Regions from separate parts of the Lactuca sativa genome. Here region 2 is linked to region 1. A link is a contact called in public Hi-C data. All regions are on one chromosome and are shown on one strand. Each heading gives the region's core, a stretch centred on a gene start, on an enhancer-like site or on the middle of the called end of the contact. The rest is flanking DNA. Distances are from core to core; before and after follow the strand shown. Region 1 holds the start of LOC111889495 (glucan endo-1,3-beta-glucosidase 4). Region 2 holds the start of LOC111889500 (transcription initiation factor TFIID subunit 7).

Evidence for each region. Hi-C and Micro-C count contacts between places; a contact is called where the count stands out from the background.
Region 2: a Hi-C map of leaf shows a contact between it and region 1, with 4 times the contacts expected there. The contact joins the promoter of LOC111889500 here to the promoter of LOC111889495 in region 1. A contact is called at or near these places in 2 of 4 Hi-C or Micro-C datasets (both in leaf).

What each region holds. Positions count from the first base shown.
Region 1 is chr1:85,924,703-85,928,887 of Lsat_Salinas_v11, reverse strand. LOC111889495 (glucan endo-1,3-beta-glucosidase 4) reads left to right here and starts at 2,181. Exons shown (of 5, transcript XM_023885644.3): 1 at 2,181-2,388; 2 at 2,767-2,890; 3 at 3,063-4,185. The coding sequence starts at 2,827.
Region 2 is chr1:86,091,140-86,095,324 of Lsat_Salinas_v11, reverse strand. LOC111889500 (transcription initiation factor TFIID subunit 7) reads right to left here and starts at 1,846. Exons shown (of 6, transcript XM_023885650.2): 1 at 1,689-1,846; 2 at 817-940; 3 at 603-733; 4 at 361-480; 5 at 182-251; 6 at 1-16. The coding sequence starts at 919.

The DNA.
Region 1 (4,185 bases), core at 932-3,431:
TTTTTTTCGATAAAGAATAAGCTCTAGAAATTGAAAAAAAGATTTGGTTCCTTGAAGAACCAATAATTATGGTTCTTTATTGAACTTTTATATATATATATATATATATATTCACTTTATCCCTATATATATATATATATATATATATATATATATATATATATATATATATATATATATATATATATATATATATATATATATATGGATAAAGTGAATATACTCATAAGGGTATATAAGCTTAGGTACCCTAACTCACATTAATACGTCGTTTTGTTTTATATATTCATTATAATATTCTAAAACTTCAACTCCTAATTTGATTTACTTTCAAGAGTTTTGAAATTTCACTATGATCTTACTATTACGTCACATATTTTTGCCGAACACCTATTAAGCTATATATTATAGTTGAAAATAAAAATTATGTAAGAGGAAAATAAATGTGAAATTTATAAAAATCTTGGAGTTAAATCAAATTAAAAGTTGAATTATAAGAACATTGGACAATTACAATCCATATATATGATAGAAAATAACGTAATATGGTGAGTTAGGGTACCTAAGCTTATATAACCATAAGAGTATATTCACTTTTCTTTTATATATATATATATATATATATATATATATATATATATATATATATATATATATATATATATATATATATATATATAATGATGATGATGATGAATAATCCACTTCTTTCATCTCTCAATTGTTTTTTTAGTCTTCGACGTTCATTTATAATCCAACAAAAGCCCATATTTTGTGGTGTATTTTATATCATATTCAACGGCAGATCTTTATTAGGGTTACGGGGGTTGTGGCCCCCTTATTTTTCTTATCACAATTAGTCATTATACTTTAATTTTATGCATATTAGGCTCAAAAATATAAAATTTTAGCTGTGACACCCCTTGCTCACAATTAGTCCTTACACTTTAATTTTATGCATATTAGGCTCAAAAATATAAAATTTTAGCTGTGACACCCCTTGCTCATCGATTTTTATACATATTATATTTCCGACCCCCAAATAAAATGTTGAAGCTCCTCCCTGATCATTAGGGTTGTTCACTATTTGGATAAAATCGAATTGTCCAATTGGACAATTTGGATCGGACTATTTGGTTCGGATATTTGGATTTTTGGATTGGTTTTTTAGCAAAACCAAATTATTATTTTGGATTTCGGATTGGTTTTGGTTCACATTATAAAAACCGAATAGTCCAAAAAAACCGAATTGCAATTTATTATTTGTTCTTTCTAATATATATCTTTAATAATTTATAAATTTACAAAATTATTCTTTTAGTATATAAAAAAATTTCATCATTTATAATACTTTAATATCTACTTCTTATTAAAAAAATTGTCTATAAAGTAGTAATATATAATATATTTTTCTTGATAGTTATTTATAAGTTTTAATTCACAACTAATTAAACAATATTTTTTAGTTTATATTATAGAGTAAGTTAATACTAAATTTATATATTTGTTGAAATCATGAAATGTCTTGATTCTTGAAAACCGAATTGTAAAAAACCGATCCAACCGAATTATAATTTGGTTGGATCGGATCGGATTTGAATTTAGTTTGGACTATTTGGATCTACGTTTTGAAAACCGAAATTATTTTGGATTCACATGATCGGATCGGATTAAACCGATCCATCCAAACGAACACCCCTAGTGATCATATTCATCCTTATTCTAACTTTTTATTATTATAAAGAAATAGAAAAAGCATTGAAGAACCAGCCCACCCCACACTCACACCATATTTCTAACATTTTAATATTTTGAGGAGTTTATTATTTTTCTATTTAGTAAATATATATTTTGTACAACAAAAATCTAAATTAGATAAGCCAACGAGGCTTGCCAACGAGGCTTACCAACTCCAACAGCTCCATCTACTTTAGATCCCATATTCTCATCCCAACATCCATAAATCAATTTTTTTGAAAAAGTTAAAATTTTAATTTTGTTTAAGTTATAACAACCTATGTGGTATTTTGGTCTTTACAATAAATCAAACTATAATCAAAGATTCGAAGCTTCGAGCTACGTTTCTTCCGATGTATTTTTTCTTTTATGTTATTTGGGTGGTGGGGTATGAATGTCCATTTATGTCCTGCACAATTATTATGCAATAAGTGAAACGGAATTTGGAATTATGTCGATATAGGGTTCTAAAAGACACTCTTCTATTCTCTTTCTCAAAAAGCTCACACCTTTCATAAAATGCTTCATTAAACCAGCAACAAGTTGCTTTAGATTCTCTCCCAGATTTCATTCCCATTCGTCTTGATTTCTTGAAGATTCCGCCATCGAAGAACTTGTACACTAGTGATACAATCTTTAATTAAACTCCTGGTATTTGCCTCTTCTTTATTTCCTCTGTTCTTTCTTTCAAGGGTTCTTGAATTCTGCCAAGAAACCTGTTTGGGTTTTCTTGAAATTGCAATAATTGTGAACAAAAGAAACCTTTTTTTGATTTGGGTATTCCCTGTTTTATGTCAACCCGTGGGTTTCCTCAATTTTGTAAAGAAACCATAAACCTTTCTTGATTTGGGTGTTCTTCTTTCTTCTTTCAAAGATTGACCTAAATTCGGAAAATGGACAAGAATTTCAAGCGTCTTCTATTTACGTTTGTAGAGTTACTATACACTTTATGCTGTTTTTCATTCGTTTCTTATGACTCAGAAACCTCAAAGTTAGCTTATTTGCTCAATTATTTCCAACGTGTAACAGACTATGATAAAGTTTCGGAGAAAATAAGGTTGATGTCCGACAATATCGGCGGTTGGAACAATGAGGCTCGAATTGTGGCTTGGAAGTATCTTGTTTATATTTGGAAGTCTATCCAATGTAACAGGTAATGTTATCTGTTCTTGAAGGTTGACTTGAGGTCAAACTTATTACTCCCAATTTTGAATGAAATAATCTATAATCTTGATAAAAATCGGAGCTTTAACAAGAGAGATGTAGGTTTAGTATAAAATCTGGTTTTCCCTCTTCAATTTATGTTTATATTCTTGGATTTGCAGTTGCCTTTGTGGGAATAAACATCGCCGGCGAACTTTCAAACCTACCGTCGCCGGAGCAGGTGGTGGCGATCCTTAGAGCCCATAAAATAACACATGTTCGGCTTTTTAATTCCGACGTTCGCTTGATTAACGCATTATCAGACACAGGGATCGAAGTTATGATTAGTGTTGCTAACTCGGACATCATGGGAATCGGAAAGTCACCTTCAGCTGCCGCCTCATGGATTAACACACACGTTGCAGCGTTCAAACCCGCCACCAATATCACCGCCATTGCTGTCGGAAGTGAAGTTATTTCTTCTACTCCAACCGCCGTCCCTTTTCTTGTTTCCGCCATGAACTATCTTTACAAAGCTTTACTCGCTTCAAATCTAAACGACGTTAAAGTATCAACCCCTTTATCAATGGATTTAATTCCGACGCCTTTTCCGCCGTCCACCGCCACTTTTAACCATTCATGGAATTCAACTATTTACGATATTCTTGAGTTCTTGAAAAACTCGAATTCCTTTTACATGTTGAACGCGTATCCTTATAAAGATTACATACAACACAATGGTGTTTTTCCGATTCAATATGCTCTTTTTCAGCCCCTTCCGGTGGTCAAACAAATCGTTGACCCAAACACTCTTTTCCATTATGAAAGCATGCTTGATGCTATGGTGGATGCCACGTATTACTCCATAGCTGCTTGTATTACTCCGGTGATCCCGATAATAGTGACGGAAACAGGGTGGCCCTGGGCGGGTGCCGCCAATGAAAGTGCCGCCACGGTGGAAAACGCGGAGACTTTTAAGAATAACTTGATTAAGCGTGTTTTGACCGGGTCTGGCCCACCGAGTCAACCGGGTATTCTTATGAACTCGTACATTTTCGAGTTGTTTAATGAAGATGATAATCGAAGCTATGGTGTGTATTTTAGAAACGGGAGTGCGGTTTATAGTCTTGATCTTGGTGATTCTATGGAGAATAATACGGGCGGGTTTTGTGTTGCGAGAAAAGGGGCGGATCCGGATGGGTTGCAAAGCGGGTTGAATTGGGCATGTGGGCAAGGGCAGGCGAACTGTAGTGCTATTCAATCCGGGCAGCCATGTTATCTGCCCAATACGGTTCAAAACCATGC
Region 2 (4,185 bases), core at 597-3,096, 170 kb before region 1:
TCACCCATTTCCGTATGTAAACCTCTAAGTCAAGGATACAAAATACAAACATGTACTTTGTTTTTTCTTATTAAGGTATTGTACTTTAAGAGAATTGGTGCTATGAAAACAAATAAATGAAAGTACATTGCTATTTCTTGCATTTAACAGATAAAGTAAATTTGACAATACGAAAGGATATCGAAATTTTCAGCCGTTCCACCATTCATGATGTTTAGCAGATCCTTCTCTACTCGTCTAACAAGTTCAGGCTACAATTCAAATCAATATCTATTATAATTTATAAGATTATATTTTTCAATTTTTTTTTATAAAATGCTATAATAATTAACTCAAAGAAAGTATATTGCTATTTCTTACATTCAAATCCGGCTCCCTACGAAACCTCCGCCTTCGAGCATCTCTCATGGGCGGCGTAAGACCATGGCGGTGCTCCACCACCTCTGGTGGAGGATCACCATCATCTCTCACCATAATCATCTGTCACAATAACACAATTGCATCACATCACATCACATGAAAATGAATATTAAAAACAATAGAAATCATGTTTTTTTACAATTTAACATGTATAAGAAAATAAGAAAAATAAAATAACATACTTGGCCAACATCTGCAGTTTTGATCAAAACATTGTCATCATAAGTCTTGTAAGACTCCACAATGCAAGGAAGGTCTAAAAGAGATGCAGGAAAATGGTCTTCACCTATAATAAATGCACCACTCCTTCCATCTTCTGCATCGAATATTAATTCTTTTCTGAACTTTTATATTTTTATTTGTATTTAGTAAATTAAATAAAATGTCATATCATACCTGAGAATGATAAATCAATTGACTCTGAGCCACTCTCATTTAAAAGACGATCTATACGTTCAGCAACAGAAGGTGGCACTCTCAGTATGAACTGTTCCTCCATTTTTATTCAAACTGAGAAGCTCTGTAAAAGGACAATTTTTTAACAAGACGAGGATAAGGGTTTTATTTAGGAAATGCACTGATACCAATACAATATATAAATCCTAGAAATTTAGTCCTTTTTAAGCCAAAAGCCTACTTCTGCAGATATAAGAGTGAATTTGATGTTGAATTCATAGGCTAATCGTATCCCAATCTCATGGTCAATACCATTTTAAGTTTCCTATGCTCAATTCAGTGGTCAATCTCTGCAATTTAAGGTGTATTGAAGAGGTAGAACTCATGAATCAGTAATAATCACGAATGGTAAAAAGTTCTGAGAGTGAAGATAGAAAAGGCATGTGGAGAATGAATTAAGTTAATTAAATATGAATGGATTGAGTAACTTCATTCGAATGATTTCTTGAGGGAGTTTTTCGTTTCAACCATCATCAATAAATCTGGAGGATCACGATTCACGAAGTCACAGTAACAATTTGAGAAGAGATCATGCAGATAAAAGAGGTTCGTATCACGTAATTATCCAAATTCTCGAGCGCTCTCGTCAATTAAAAACTCACAGAGAAAAAGTAAGAAGTGAGACCTAGCGAAAGATCAATTCAAAATGATAACTGGAAGTTAGAGTCGTTGAGATGAAAGGGCTTATGTGTGTTCGTAAGCAATTCTTCAATTCAATTAGACAATTACCATCTTTTATGCTCAAACTTAAGAATGAACACTCGCAATTTAGGGTTAAGAACGAAATAAGATTGTTTAGAGGAAAAGGTTACCTGGGTTTGTATATAGTGGGATTGAGATTTAATGGAGATTTGAGAACCCTGCTCGTCGTAAATTGCAGATTTTGGGGGTTAGATAGAAGTGGAAGGTTCCAGTTTAATCCTCTAGATAAGTTGGACCGATATTCGAGATCAAAACAAGATTTCCTTCCTTCTCTTAAAAAAAAATAAATAAATAAATAAATAAATAAAGTGATATTAACATTTACAGGATTAATTTATCCGCACACTTTTATAACCCATCAACGGCTATAAAATTAATTAGTTTTTTATAATAAAAATATAAAATTATTTATCAATTATAGCCGGATCTAAGTGTTGGCTAAGTAAGCGTCCTGTAGTAAGAGGAGTAGTTATGAATCCTCTGGACCATCCACGGGGCGGTGAAGAAGGGCCCCAATTGGTAGAAAACAACCCACAACCCCCTTGGGGTTATCCGATACTAGGAAAAAGGAGTAGAAAAAGAAATAAATATAATGATAATTTGATTCTTTGTCGCCGTAGTAAATAGGAAAGAAATATTCGTCATTATAAAACAAAAAAATACGAGGAAGCTGTGACACGTTATAAAAAATATTTCTTAATTAATAATTTATTTAAAATAATTGATAAATAATTTTATATTTTATAATTGTTGATTTGAAAAAATAAATGAAATTATACCACCTTATATATTAATTTTTGTAGGAATTATATTACGGAAATGTACGAAAACAAACAATAAAATAGAAAAGACTGAGACATGTGTTTAACACATTATATTTAAAACAAATTTGTTCGCTATCGGGTGTTTGTTTCTCAGAATACAACAGTTTAAAATAGTTCTTCTAGATCATCCGAACCCTCAATAAGACTAGATTTTACCCTTAATTCAGCAAGAAAACTGAAAACGTGAAATTATGAAATGGAAAAGACGAGTTTTTGTATTCTAATTTGTGTCCTCAAATAGTTGTATAGTAGTAGTATTTATACTATATATATTCTATAACCTCTCATTTAAACACTTCTTTAATCACAAAATTAATTTGTATTAATATGTAATTAAATTGTAATATTAGTTACAATTTCAGTTACAAAAGAAAGAAATGTTTGCAATAAAGGTCCCTGAACTTTTCTTTTCTTTCTCCCAACCATTAAACTCTTTTATTTACTTCTTCGGGATAATGTCACTGTAGCACATGGAACTTTTATCATTTGACTAATTTGGTCCTTAAAGTTTTTTTGGTACATTAGACCAGTAAACTCGTAATTGACTTTTTAATTACACCATTTTAGCAACTTTTAGAAGGTTTCCCGATTATACGATGCCATTTTGTCAATTAATATATATTTTTTGTCTAATCCAATGCCACGTGAGATATGCCACGTCAATTAATGAAATACAACGCTTAAAGCCTTTCGTCTTTAGCTATCGAACTTCACTAGTCTTTGTCTTCATTATTCAGCTGTAAAAGAAACTGATTTAGGGTTTGTGAAGCATTCCTGTGATCAAGCTGAAAGAAACAAAGAACTCGTAGCAATGGCACAATAGGAACCTAATGGACTGTTTGCGATGGTGGAACTCAACTACTAAGGGGTATTTAATCGAAATCCTTTCTCTTACACTGGTGGTGTTAAAACCATCTTCAATGATGTTGACTTTTCTTCTATGACTTATTCTGAGTTTGTGACCTTCTGCGAACGTTTAATGCATGAAGAGTGTAAAAAGTTTTACTACTGTGAACCAGACATGTCCTTGATGGAAGGGCTTAATCCCATTTCAGATGATGTGGAATATTCTTCTTTTATTTTTGATGCTTATGGAACAGATGGTGTAATTTCGGTTTATGTGGATCATATTGGGGTTGGTGTTGATGGGTGGCATGATGATGAAGATAATGATGATGATGAACATGAGTCTTGTATTGATGGTGAAAATGAAGACAGCATAGATGAACTTAGAAATGTTGCCTTTGAATTTAATGAGGATGTAGTGCATATGAATAGGACATCAAATGATCCTTTCTTGAGTAAGCTATGTGTTGATGATGAGGATGCAAACAACATTGTAGATGATGACAATAGGAGAGAAGTTGAAGTTAACATACAAACTCATTTCATATTTAATGAGCTATTACACTGGAAAAAACAAAAACCAATTCTAGGGATGAGATTTAAGGGTCCATGGCAAGTAAAATCAATGTTGTGTAACTATGTTGTAGCTAATGGATATCAATTATGTTTTGAAAAAAAATGATAGGATAAGACTTTTGGTGAGGTGTAGCAAGGGTGCTTGCACATTTAGATTATGGGCTTCCTGGATGAGTGATGAAGAGAGTTTCCAAATCAAGTCACTAAAAGTTGATCATAATTGTGCTAGGAACTTCAAGTTTGGATCATTGGTGACATATGCATGGATTGGGAGTCACTATACCAAAGAGATTGTAGAAAGTCAGAAAATAAGTGTAAGGAAGCTTAGGTTAAAGGTAATGGCCAAGTTTGGTATCCAAGT